Regions from separate parts of the Rattus norvegicus genome. Here region 2 is linked to region 1. The links are chromatin contacts, called in public Hi-C maps. All regions are on one chromosome and are shown on one strand. The core of a region is the stretch at or near the end of the contact, and the rest is flanking DNA. Distances in the headings are between cores, read along the strand shown. Region 1 overlaps Cpeb3 (cytoplasmic polyadenylation element binding protein 3). Region 2 holds the start of Kif11 (kinesin family member 11).

Evidence for each region. A called contact is a pair of places that touch in the nucleus more often than the background predicts.
Region 2: a Hi-C map of the A7r5 cell line shows a contact between it and region 1, with 4 times the contacts expected there. The contact joins the promoter of Kif11 here to the enhancer-like site in region 1. A contact is called at or near these places in 2 of 12 Hi-C or Micro-C datasets (the A7r5 cell line and Schwann cells).

The regions. Positions count from the first base shown.
Region 1 is chr1:244,195,966-244,200,958 of GRCr8, reverse strand. It overlaps Cpeb3 (cytoplasmic polyadenylation element binding protein 3), which reads left to right. Exons shown (of 11, transcript NM_001419825.1): 9 at 4,920-4,993. Among named protein-coding and RNA genes, the nearest start is that of Btaf1, 120 kb to the right of the region's middle. Within about 2 kb of position 2,103, at least 14 of the 93 cell types and tissues checked have an H3K27ac peak or open chromatin away from gene starts, as enhancers often do. A contact at or near this core is called in the A7r5 cell line, where this site is marked.
Region 2 is chr1:244,534,210-244,539,202 of GRCr8, reverse strand. It overlaps Kif11 (kinesin family member 11), which reads right to left and starts at 2,336. Exons shown (of 22, transcript NM_001169112.1): 1 at 2,068-2,336. The coding sequence starts at 2,144. LOC134483989 (a long non-coding RNA gene) reads left to right here and starts at 2,465. Exons shown (of 2, transcript XR_010061245.1): 1 at 2,465-2,849; 2 at 3,386-3,475.

The DNA of each region.
Region 1 (4,993 bases), core at 854-3,353:
TTTCCGATGATCTTAGATGACCCCTGTGAAAGGGGTCATTCCACCCCTAAAGGGGTTGCAACCCATAGATTGAGGACAGCTGGGTTAGAGGCTTAGATCTTTCGGCCCATGGCTCCAGAGCTGTGTAGGATACAAAGTCCTACCAAAGCCAAGGACTGATCATCTCTCAGGTGCTATTCTTTCTACTTCTCGAGAGAGATGCCCAGGTTGTCGACATTGGTAGAGAAGAACACTTGAGAACAATAGATAGCATCTACTCCTGAAAATTGGCTGATTTGTTTATTACTCTTTGAGAAATGAAAATTAGCTCAAAATGAAATACCAAATATGTGTGTGCTTTGAAAAGTTTACTCCCCAAATACTGCTACTCTGGCTGTTAGTTTCTGTGTTTAATGATAAAAAGAGCCCTTAGACCATGGAAGAGGCAAAGATTCTCTAGAAACTAAACTCTTTCTGCTTCTGCTGTCACACTTTAGTGATTTGGTGAGGGCTGTGGTACTTAAAATAGAATTGCTGACGGCCGACATGGGTCGGAGTACATCACTTCAACTGACCCGGCACAGCTATATGTCAAGGCACTTGGTTTGCTGACTCATCCTGGCTGTGAGGATGTACTGGGATGCTGCCCCTTGCCGTGGAGAGCATTCCTGATGGCTCTGCACTATTGTCCTGTTTCGTGTAAAATAAAAGGATTGTAGGATTAGGAGGAGAAATAGTCTTTTCTTGAAGAATAGGAGCTTAAAGGAAATGGGGGTGGGGGAGGGGTGCAAAAAACCAGGAAATCAGAAAGGGAGTTAGAGTTGACAGTGTCTCAGCTCTGAGCCTTGTAGGAGAGAAGTAACAGCCAGACGGCGGGGAGGAGGTGTCAGCTCTGGTACCTGAGCTGACCACGGAACTGCAGTGCTGACTTTTGAGTTCCTTTGGGAAAAACAGAGGGAACAAGATGCCTTGCAGCAGGATTTGTGTGATGGGCGTTTGTAACCTACAGTGGTACCAGGAGGATGAAGTCTAAAGCAAGAACCAACACACACACGCACACACACACACCCCAACACAGAAAACCTGAAGCCCTTTTCTGTTTTTTTCCTCCCCACCCCCACCCCACCCCAGGGCTGGGGTTAAAGGCCGGTGCCAGTATGCAAGGCCGTTGTGTTTTCTTTTATTCTGTGATTAAAGGTAGAACAAAAGGGGGCTGGGGATTTAGCTCAGTGGTAGAGCGCTTGCCTAGGAAGCGCAAGGCCCTGGGTTCAGTCCCCAGCTCCGGAAAAAAAAAAGAACCAAAAAAAAAAAAAAAAAAAAAAGGTAGAACAAAAAAGTACAAAAAAATACATTGACATTTTAATTTGGGAGTTTTTGTTAATTTTCATTGAACTCTTTTTAGCTAGTGGTTTTTATCATATGCCTCAGTCTAAACTAGTGATCCATGTTACATTTCTTAGTGTTTTCTGTAGTAGTTGGCTTGCCCTTAATTCTATTAATCACCTTTAGTTTTAAGTAAATAACATTTTAGTCTTTAATTTCGATCCCTACTTAACCAAACTGATTTGATGACATATATTTAATGAGGGTCAGTCTGCAAAACTTTTAATAATAAAAGATGTTCTTTGGACATCTGTCTAATATTTAAATATATTAACTAATTTACTAATATTAAATTTACTCTTAACTACTTAAAGTTAATTTCTGTGGACGTAACCTTTTCAAAATAATAACAGTTCATCACTCAGAAAGTACTTTGGCATAGGACGGTGATGTCCAGATGTGAACATTAGTAGGTGTTATGTTTAAAAATTGCATAGAAATAACTTGGGATATGCTGTGTTTAGCAATGTTGAACAGATTTCTTGCCTGTAAACTTCCTTCGAGTTTTTGATAAAGTACATCAATGAATGCCCTGAAACTCCAAAAGATAGTCAACAGCTTTCCCCAAGTAGCAGTGTCTGACATAGCAACCCCAAGGACTTGCCTTCTGTAGGAGACACAGGGAGACGTCAGAAGGGGGAACTCACACTTTCACCAATAACTTCATCTTACTAGTGCTGCATTCCTTCAAAGTTACTGTGGCATACATAAATGTTTATACCAGCAAGCTTTGTGTAAAACAGATTACTGACTCAGAGGATAAGAATTTAGAAGACACATAGTTCAGCCAAACATAGATTTCATGGTCCTCAGGAGAGCCTTCACTGGAATGCATAATTCAAAAAAGAAACTAAGGGAAAGTAAGTTTTGTGTTTTCTCTTGTAAATGCTTGTTGAGCATTGCCACTCTCAGGGAGGTACGAGTTGTGTGGAAGGAGCTTGTATTTCAGAGAGCAGCCATTTTGAGAGGGAAAGCCTCAGTCCATTCCCACACTACTCTGCTAATGCAGAATGTGCTGATGCTGGCCTATGTCAACTTTTCTTTAGCTCTGCAGGGTGCCAGTTCTGAGCAGCTGTTTTCCTGGCAGCAGCTGGGAAGTGTGGGTTTGGTGAATAGGGTTGATCAGCACTGCGTCCTGAGCCTTCTTCCTGTGAGCTTACCTAAGCTGTAAAGCCAAGAATAGAGCAAAGGGATGGAGTTGTGTGTGAGACGATCAAGTAGAGGGCGGAGCAAGTAGTGGTAGAAGGAAGACTGTGGTAAGGACAGCGGTCGTCAGGACGTTTCTAGGTCTTCTGCAGTGTTCCTTTGACCAGCTGAAGCATACAGCTGTTATAGAAGGTGTAATGTGTTTCCTGTAATGTTTATAAGATGAAAACAAATAGCTTTATATGGAAAAGTCATGAGACTTTCATTTTGAAACGAAGAGATGTGTTACCATTTGGATTCAGGAGTGCACAACACTAGTCTTAGCTGGATAGGAATTGGAACCTGGGGGATGATTGAGCTCAGGAGCTTTTGAGACCACCCTGAGCAATACATGGAGGCCAAAGGTGAATACCAAGAGGGTTGGAGGGATAGCGACCATGACCAAAGTCAGCCAACAGTGTGTGAGTCTGTAAGCTGCCTAAGAGCTTTGTCAGAAGTCAGGCCAGAAGGGGGCTTCTGTGCAGGAGGCACCAGAGGCAGTGGCACAAGAACCACTTCCCTCCAGGGTCGGGGAAGTATTGTGTTTATAATTAAAAGTTAGTGACGCACCCTCATGAAAGCATGAGACAACCTTTGTGGGAAATCTCAAGGAAGCAGTCACTTCGCCCAGTTGAGCACATCTTACAGAAATGACACTGGACTTTCTTGGACAGTAAAGGTGGATCACATCTGTAGCTAACAGAATGCCTAGCGGGCTTATGTTTTCAGAGTCTAACTTGGGGTGGTGATGAGAATTGGAAGAATGGAAGGTTGTGTGGCTTTTTGCTTTCTAATAAGAGAAAGTATAATAAAAGGGAAAAAAGCCTAGCCTGGGGTAAGGTAAACCCAGCCCTGTGAAGGACTGTGTGAATTGTTAATAAGGAGCAGTTCCAGTTTTAGAACATCTGGGGGCAGACAGAAGAGTTTGGCAAGGCAGGAGTGCCAGGCTTGCCAAGCTCAGCCATTGAGACCAGAAATGAATTCTGTGAGTATTAAAATATGGAAATTCACCTATATTGTATCCCATCTTAACCTGAGAGGGAGGGACAGAGGATAGGCATTAATTCCTTCATGGCAAACACCAGGTGGCTTCTCCCGCCCGTCTCCAGTGGCCACCCACTTGCTGACTAACCCACTGGGGACAGTGTCACCCTTACCTTTTAGGGAGAAAGGGTAGCATTACTTCTGCTTTGCTTGTTTTAAACTGTTCTTTGTAATCAGTCATGATTAAAAGGAATTTGCTTTAAGGGTAAGCTGATAAGATGCTTCATTTCTCAGTGTATGATAAATAGTATAAACTGTGAGCATAAGAAGCTAAGTAAAAAGAAATACTGTGGGCAGGCAGTGTAGTGGTCAGTAGGTAAAGATACTTGCTGCCTGACAATGCAGAATGCAAGCCTTCTGTCCTGAGGTCTAGCCTCAGAACTCACAGAAGAGCGGGAAGGAGAGAACTGACTCCAAAAGGTGTCCTCTGACTAATACACTCATCTGGTATGCACGCCTTTGCATGTATACACACACATCACACATACACACACAACCATTCACACTTGAATAAGAAAATTTTTAAGAATTTTAGAAAAGAAAATAAGCTGTAATGGTTTCTTTTCATATTCTTTGAACTTTTATGGGTTGGTGAGATGGCACAGCAGTTAAAGATGCTCGCCACAACACCCACTGCCTAAGCACTGACAACTTCTGCAGCAACAGCTCTCCTCCCCTCCATCTCTGTCTCTCTCCTCTCCTCTCACTCTGTGTGTGAGTGTGTGTGTCCGTCTTGTCTCTTGCATGTGCGCTCATACACACAACATTTGCCTTTATTTAATCAACCTTGTGTAGAAAAGTCAGTTTAATAATTAAATTAGGCACTATTCTCTAAGTGTCAGTGTTGGCTATCTCTGTAATTGTTTGCTAACTTGAGTGTTAATCTGTGTTATGTCATATTCTTTGAGAGGTAAATATTTTAACTTGGGGTGGTGATGAGAATTGGAAGTCCAGGCAAATGGATAATCCTTAGAAAATCCTCTTAATGTTTCTGTTCCTTCTAGCTGGATTCATTACAAAAAGTTAAAAATGGTTGTCAAGAGTCTGTGATGTGCTCAGATGAACTGGATCCAAACCTCAGGATCTGCTGAAGACTGCCTTTAATGACACGGGTGGTCTGCGCAGGGTTCATTTGTGTCTGGAGCATTGAGTGGCTTCCCCAAGACTCAATGGCACTTCATGCAGACCGTGTTAAGTGATTAACTTGATTTTGTTTGGGACTTGGATGTTCTAAAAATGTGCAAACAGTGGGTGTGTCTTGAGTCATCTTATTCTCATTTGGGGTTGATGGAAATGAAGTAAGGACCAAGTAAACGCCTTTTTTTCAGGTGCAAATCCGACCGTGGAACCTAAGTGACAGTGACTTTGTAATGGATGGCTCTCAGCCTTTGGACCCCAGAAA
Region 2 (4,993 bases), core at 1,087-3,586, 340 kb before region 1:
ACTGACTTCAAGTCTGGGTGCAGATGAGTCAGGGACTAGACAGAAAGCCTGAGACCCTGCCACCAAACGCACAAGACAAAAGAAGATCTAACATACCACAGCCTAAGAAAGTCTCATATGCAGCTTATTAAACTTAATGAGACTGGCACAGGGAACACTCCTTGATAAAGACTAACCAGACAAGAAAAAGAAAACTATGACAAAACTATTAACAGACACATGTAGACGTTTTTCACTGGTAAAAAAAAAAAAAAAAAAAAATCTCTTAAGGCAAGCCTTGAAATGTAGGACAGTATGGTCAGAGATGTTTTATTTCTTAATTTGAGTGATAAACAAAAGCATATGTTACAATGATGCTTCTGCCTCCCTATTGCTGGGATTAGAGACCTGTATGTACCACCACAACCCCACCATTAGTGTTCTTCCCCCCCACCCCCACCCGGAGCTGGGGACCGAACCCAGGGCGCTCTATCACTGAGCTAAATCCCCAACCCACCATTAGTCTTCTTTATAACTTCTTATGACTCAAATATTTTGTAAGTAACAAAAGAAATAATAGCACACAGAAAAGATAATATTGTATAATAATAGTAATTATTATTACAAAATAATTGTTTTAAAAAAGTGCATTTGTTGTGTAAGAGCTAGCTTAGATTAAGAACACTTCTTGTTCCTCTAGAGGGCTGGAGGAGTTCTGTTTGTAGTCCCCACACCTGGTGCTGGCTCACAACCACCTGTAACTCTAGCTTCTAGAGGTGATGCTTTCTTCCTGTTCGACATAGGCACTCACATAGGTATGCAAATGCCGACACACATACACATTATTAAAAATAAATCTATGAAGAGTTTCTCTTCATAGCCCTGGCTGTCTTGGAACTCGATCTGTAAAGCAGGCTGGCCTCGAACTCAGCAATCCACCTGCCTCTGCCTCCTCAATGCTGGGATTAGAGGTATGTCCCACCACAGCCTGGCTAAATTCTTTTTTTGCTAAATTCTTAAGTGCATTTAATTTCCTGTTGATTAAAAAGAAAGTTCCAAATTAAGTCGCTAAATTACAGCTCCACAGTGCAGCAATTAAGTATCTTCGATTAGACTGGAGGTTGCTGCCACACCCCTCTCTCTGACACCTAGTTTAAAAACTTGGGTCTGGTAATTCAAACTCCAATTGCTTATAACTCCAGAACTCAGAACTAAGACAGGGAACGAGTCTGAGTTTGAGACCAGTCTCAGCAAAACAAACAAACAAACAACCACCAAAATGACATGTGGAGTGGCATACACTTGTCACCCAGCAATCTCAACTAAACGACCCAGACAGAGGCTGAGACAGCAAAGTACACTAACATATAGTTCCAGACCAGCCTCGGTAATACTACAAGAATTCAAAAAATTAAAAAATTTGGGTAAGTTATTTGTTTGTCAGTCAGGGAGTGCTGAACCCCCACATCCTTCCTCTACTCACAATTCTGGCTTTTGGTTTGTGAACAAACGCAGATTAAAAAAAAAGAAATATGCTGCACCACAGACATGTACCTTCGTTAGCTTGTGAGGTTCATACACCCACTTTACAACTTACCTTAACTTAAACTCAGTAATTTCTACTTGGTTAATAGAGATGAATAGGCCGTTGCCATCTACAATAAAGAACCATTACTCTTTTTGAGGTGGAAATAGCCCCAAGGCAAGCGCCAAACTACATACAAAGTAGATCTGAAGCTTTATTCCCGAACTGACAACTCGCACGGTGTAGCAAAGGGCAATGACAGATAAATTTTCGGCGACGTTGGCTTTTAGATGGGAACGCACTTTTCAGCGAAGAGCAACCATCAAATTCTTTGTGCCGCTTAACTCTATAACTAACACCAACATCCTTTCCGCTCCGAAACAAACCCTAATTTAGACCTGAACGTGGTAGCTTTTTTACCGAACAAAACACGGAGGAGCCCAGAAACCGATGATTTAGATTCCTTCAGAAAAGGTAAACAAATCGGCGCCTCTCCGGAACGGCACAGGAAGGAGCCCAACTGCGAAGCCTCCGCCTCAGAACTCGTACCAGCCTTTCCTTACCTGCATCTCACCACCACCTGAATGTTCTTGCCCTTTTCCTCTTTCTTCTTCGAAGAAGAACTCGGCTGGGACGCCATGACGGTCGAGCCAAAACCTGCCGGCCTGGCGGTGACTCCGACACAGTAAGAACCGGGCGCCGCCTCTTCTCGCCCGGTGCTGACCAGGGAAGAAGGACCAAGACTTGCAGCTCCGCGTCCCCGAGGTCCACGCAGACCTTTTGGCCGTGGCCACCGCCCCGCAAGAGCCGGAGAGGACAAACCTCCTCTGCTCAGAAACTAGCAACGATTCGGCGCCTCAATTTAAAAAAGGAAGACGACTTGCGGGGCCAATGGCAGAGCGGCGCGCAAGGCATCATGGGACCCCGTGTCGTCAACGTGGGTCACGGCGGGGCGTGGCTGGTGGTGCAGGCTGGTGCAAGTTGTCCGTTGTACTCTGTGCTGCCGCTGGCAGGCTTCTGGGGCCTGAGACGGCTACGTCTCCATGCTCGCTCGGCCCTGCCCGCCATCAGCCCTCAGAGGCCTCTCGCTTTCCTCAGAGGTGAGGAACTAGAGGACTGCTAAAGGTGTAGATGGGGGCCGGGGAAAAAGTAAGGCTGATTCCTCTACCTCAGTGGGTTCCCGGAGCTGCTTTTCTATTTCACGGGATCTTAAAGCGGTTTAGCCTCTGATGTCACTAGCGGGTGCCGGGAAGAAGCTTACGACCTCGCCAGTCCAGATCCCTGGGCCTCTGGGTTAAGCATAGCCAGCTGTAAATACCCGCGGAGGCCGGCCAAAGTGGCAGAGGTTAGTGAATCTCTCAGAGTTCAAGGCCACCCTGATCTACATAAAAAGAGAATCCGGGACAGCCAGGTATTGTCCCACAGAGAAACCCTATCTTCAAAAACAAAACAAACAACAACAAAAGAAAAACTAGCTCCAGAGACTTCACCGCCATCTCAAAATGTCCCACAAAAGGGAGCATACCAGATTTCTTTTTACCCTTACCTCCACCCAAACCTTTCTCACTTCAACACTGGTTTTTAACCAGAACCTTCCTCTACAACTACCTTACTCCAAGGCTTTGCTTCTCGTCCCTGAACGACTTCCCTTGATTTCCCACTTCTACCCTTCTCCTCCTCCCTGCTACTGCATTCACTCAACCAATACCCTTTGAAAAGCAAACCACAAACATTTGGGGACAGAGGCAAAAGGATCAGGAGTTCAAGATCATTCTTATACATTTCCAGTTCGAGGCCCCAGTGGACTACAAGAGGTTTAGTATCAAACTATACTATGTCCATCATTTTCTTTTGTATTCGTTTGTTTGTTTCTTTAAACAGGATATCTTTCTGAACACAAGGATAGCCCTGTGAGAATCCTCAGTCATCTTCCAGCCTTCTGAGTACTAATATTAAAAGAACGAGCTACCACTCCTGGCTCCTGGCTGGTTTTGTTGCTTTTTTTTTTTTTTTTTTTTTGAGAGGTTTGGCTTAAAATTATTTTTTATTTGTGTGTGTGTCTGTCTGTCTGCCTGCCCTCCAAGTGTGTGGTGGTGCCCTTGGACACCAGAAGATGGTATTGAATCCCCTGGAGCTGGAGTTAAAGGCAGTTGTGAACCACCTGCAGTGGATGCTAGGAACTGAACTCAGGTCCTCTAGAAAAACAAGAAGTGCTCTTAAATGCCCTTACCCATCTCTCCAACCCATGGTCTTCAATCTTACTGGGATTGGATGCAAAAGGCCTTACCATCCCTGTGTTTTCCGATGGGCTTAGGTGGCCCCTGTGAAAGGGTCGTTCAACGGAGATCCACGAAGGCTGAGGACCACTATTTGAAGGTGTTGTTTCCACTGTTCTGTATCTCCCCTTGTATTTGGTGTACCAGCTGCCTTGATGGAACTCTAGTCCTTTGACATTTTGGATGTTTTTCTTGTTCTCATCTTTCTGCCAGTTTCTGGTTCTAAAAAACCGATTTTTAGCTGGGTTGGTTGGACAAGCTTGTAATCTCAGTCTTAGAGTCTGGGTTAGCCTTGGATGTCTAGCAAGTTCAAGCCAGGCTAGGCTATAAGAAACCGTGGGAAAAACAAAACTTGACCACCCCTCTCTAAAGGAACTTGCTATTTGCTTCTTAATATGTAAATTTCATCTGGGTCCTGCTTCATATTGTTTGGGTTTTTTTTTTTTTTTTTTTTTGAGACAGGGTTTTATGTAGCTCAGGATAGCCTCAAGCTCACTAGCTGAGGATGACTTTGATCACCCTGCATCGACCTCCCCAGTGCTGAGGTTACAGCGTTTGCCACCATTCCCATTTATACTGGACTGGGTATCAAACCCATGACTTCTTTATGCTAGACCAGCACTCTACCATCTACACCCCTCGCTGGTTTCCCAGTTATCTTGAACAGACATTTACATACATTTATAGGGAAAGTAAATATATCCTTGGTGCCTGAAGGAAACCATTTAACATCTCATAGTTTGGGTTTCCTTGTAGTAAAATGGAGATAATGAAAATTATGTTATCTGATTTATCAGGTCTGCTGCTTGCTAGATACACACACACACACACACACAGTCCTGCAAACAGGAGTTGATGCAAAGAAATTCATTTATTTACAGCCTGAGCCAGAACTGAAAAGAGGAAAAGTTCTCGCCTCTCTGATTGGAAAGTGAAGCCCAGAAGCATTTTTATATAGGTCGAGCTGTAAGATAAATTATCAAAACTGCGGGATGATACCTTTTCCTGGGGGACAGCTCTGGACAGCAGAACTTCAGCCTGTCCCTGTACCAGCATCAATCTCCTGGGAAAGCATTAGGAAGCACTGAGGAGCCAACCTAAGGCTTTATGTATGCCAGGCAGGTACTGTACCATTAATAGGAAGTCCCAGGTTTTAAACGTGTGTGTGTGTGTGTGTGTGTGTGTGTGTGTGTGTGTGTGTGTGTGTATGTGA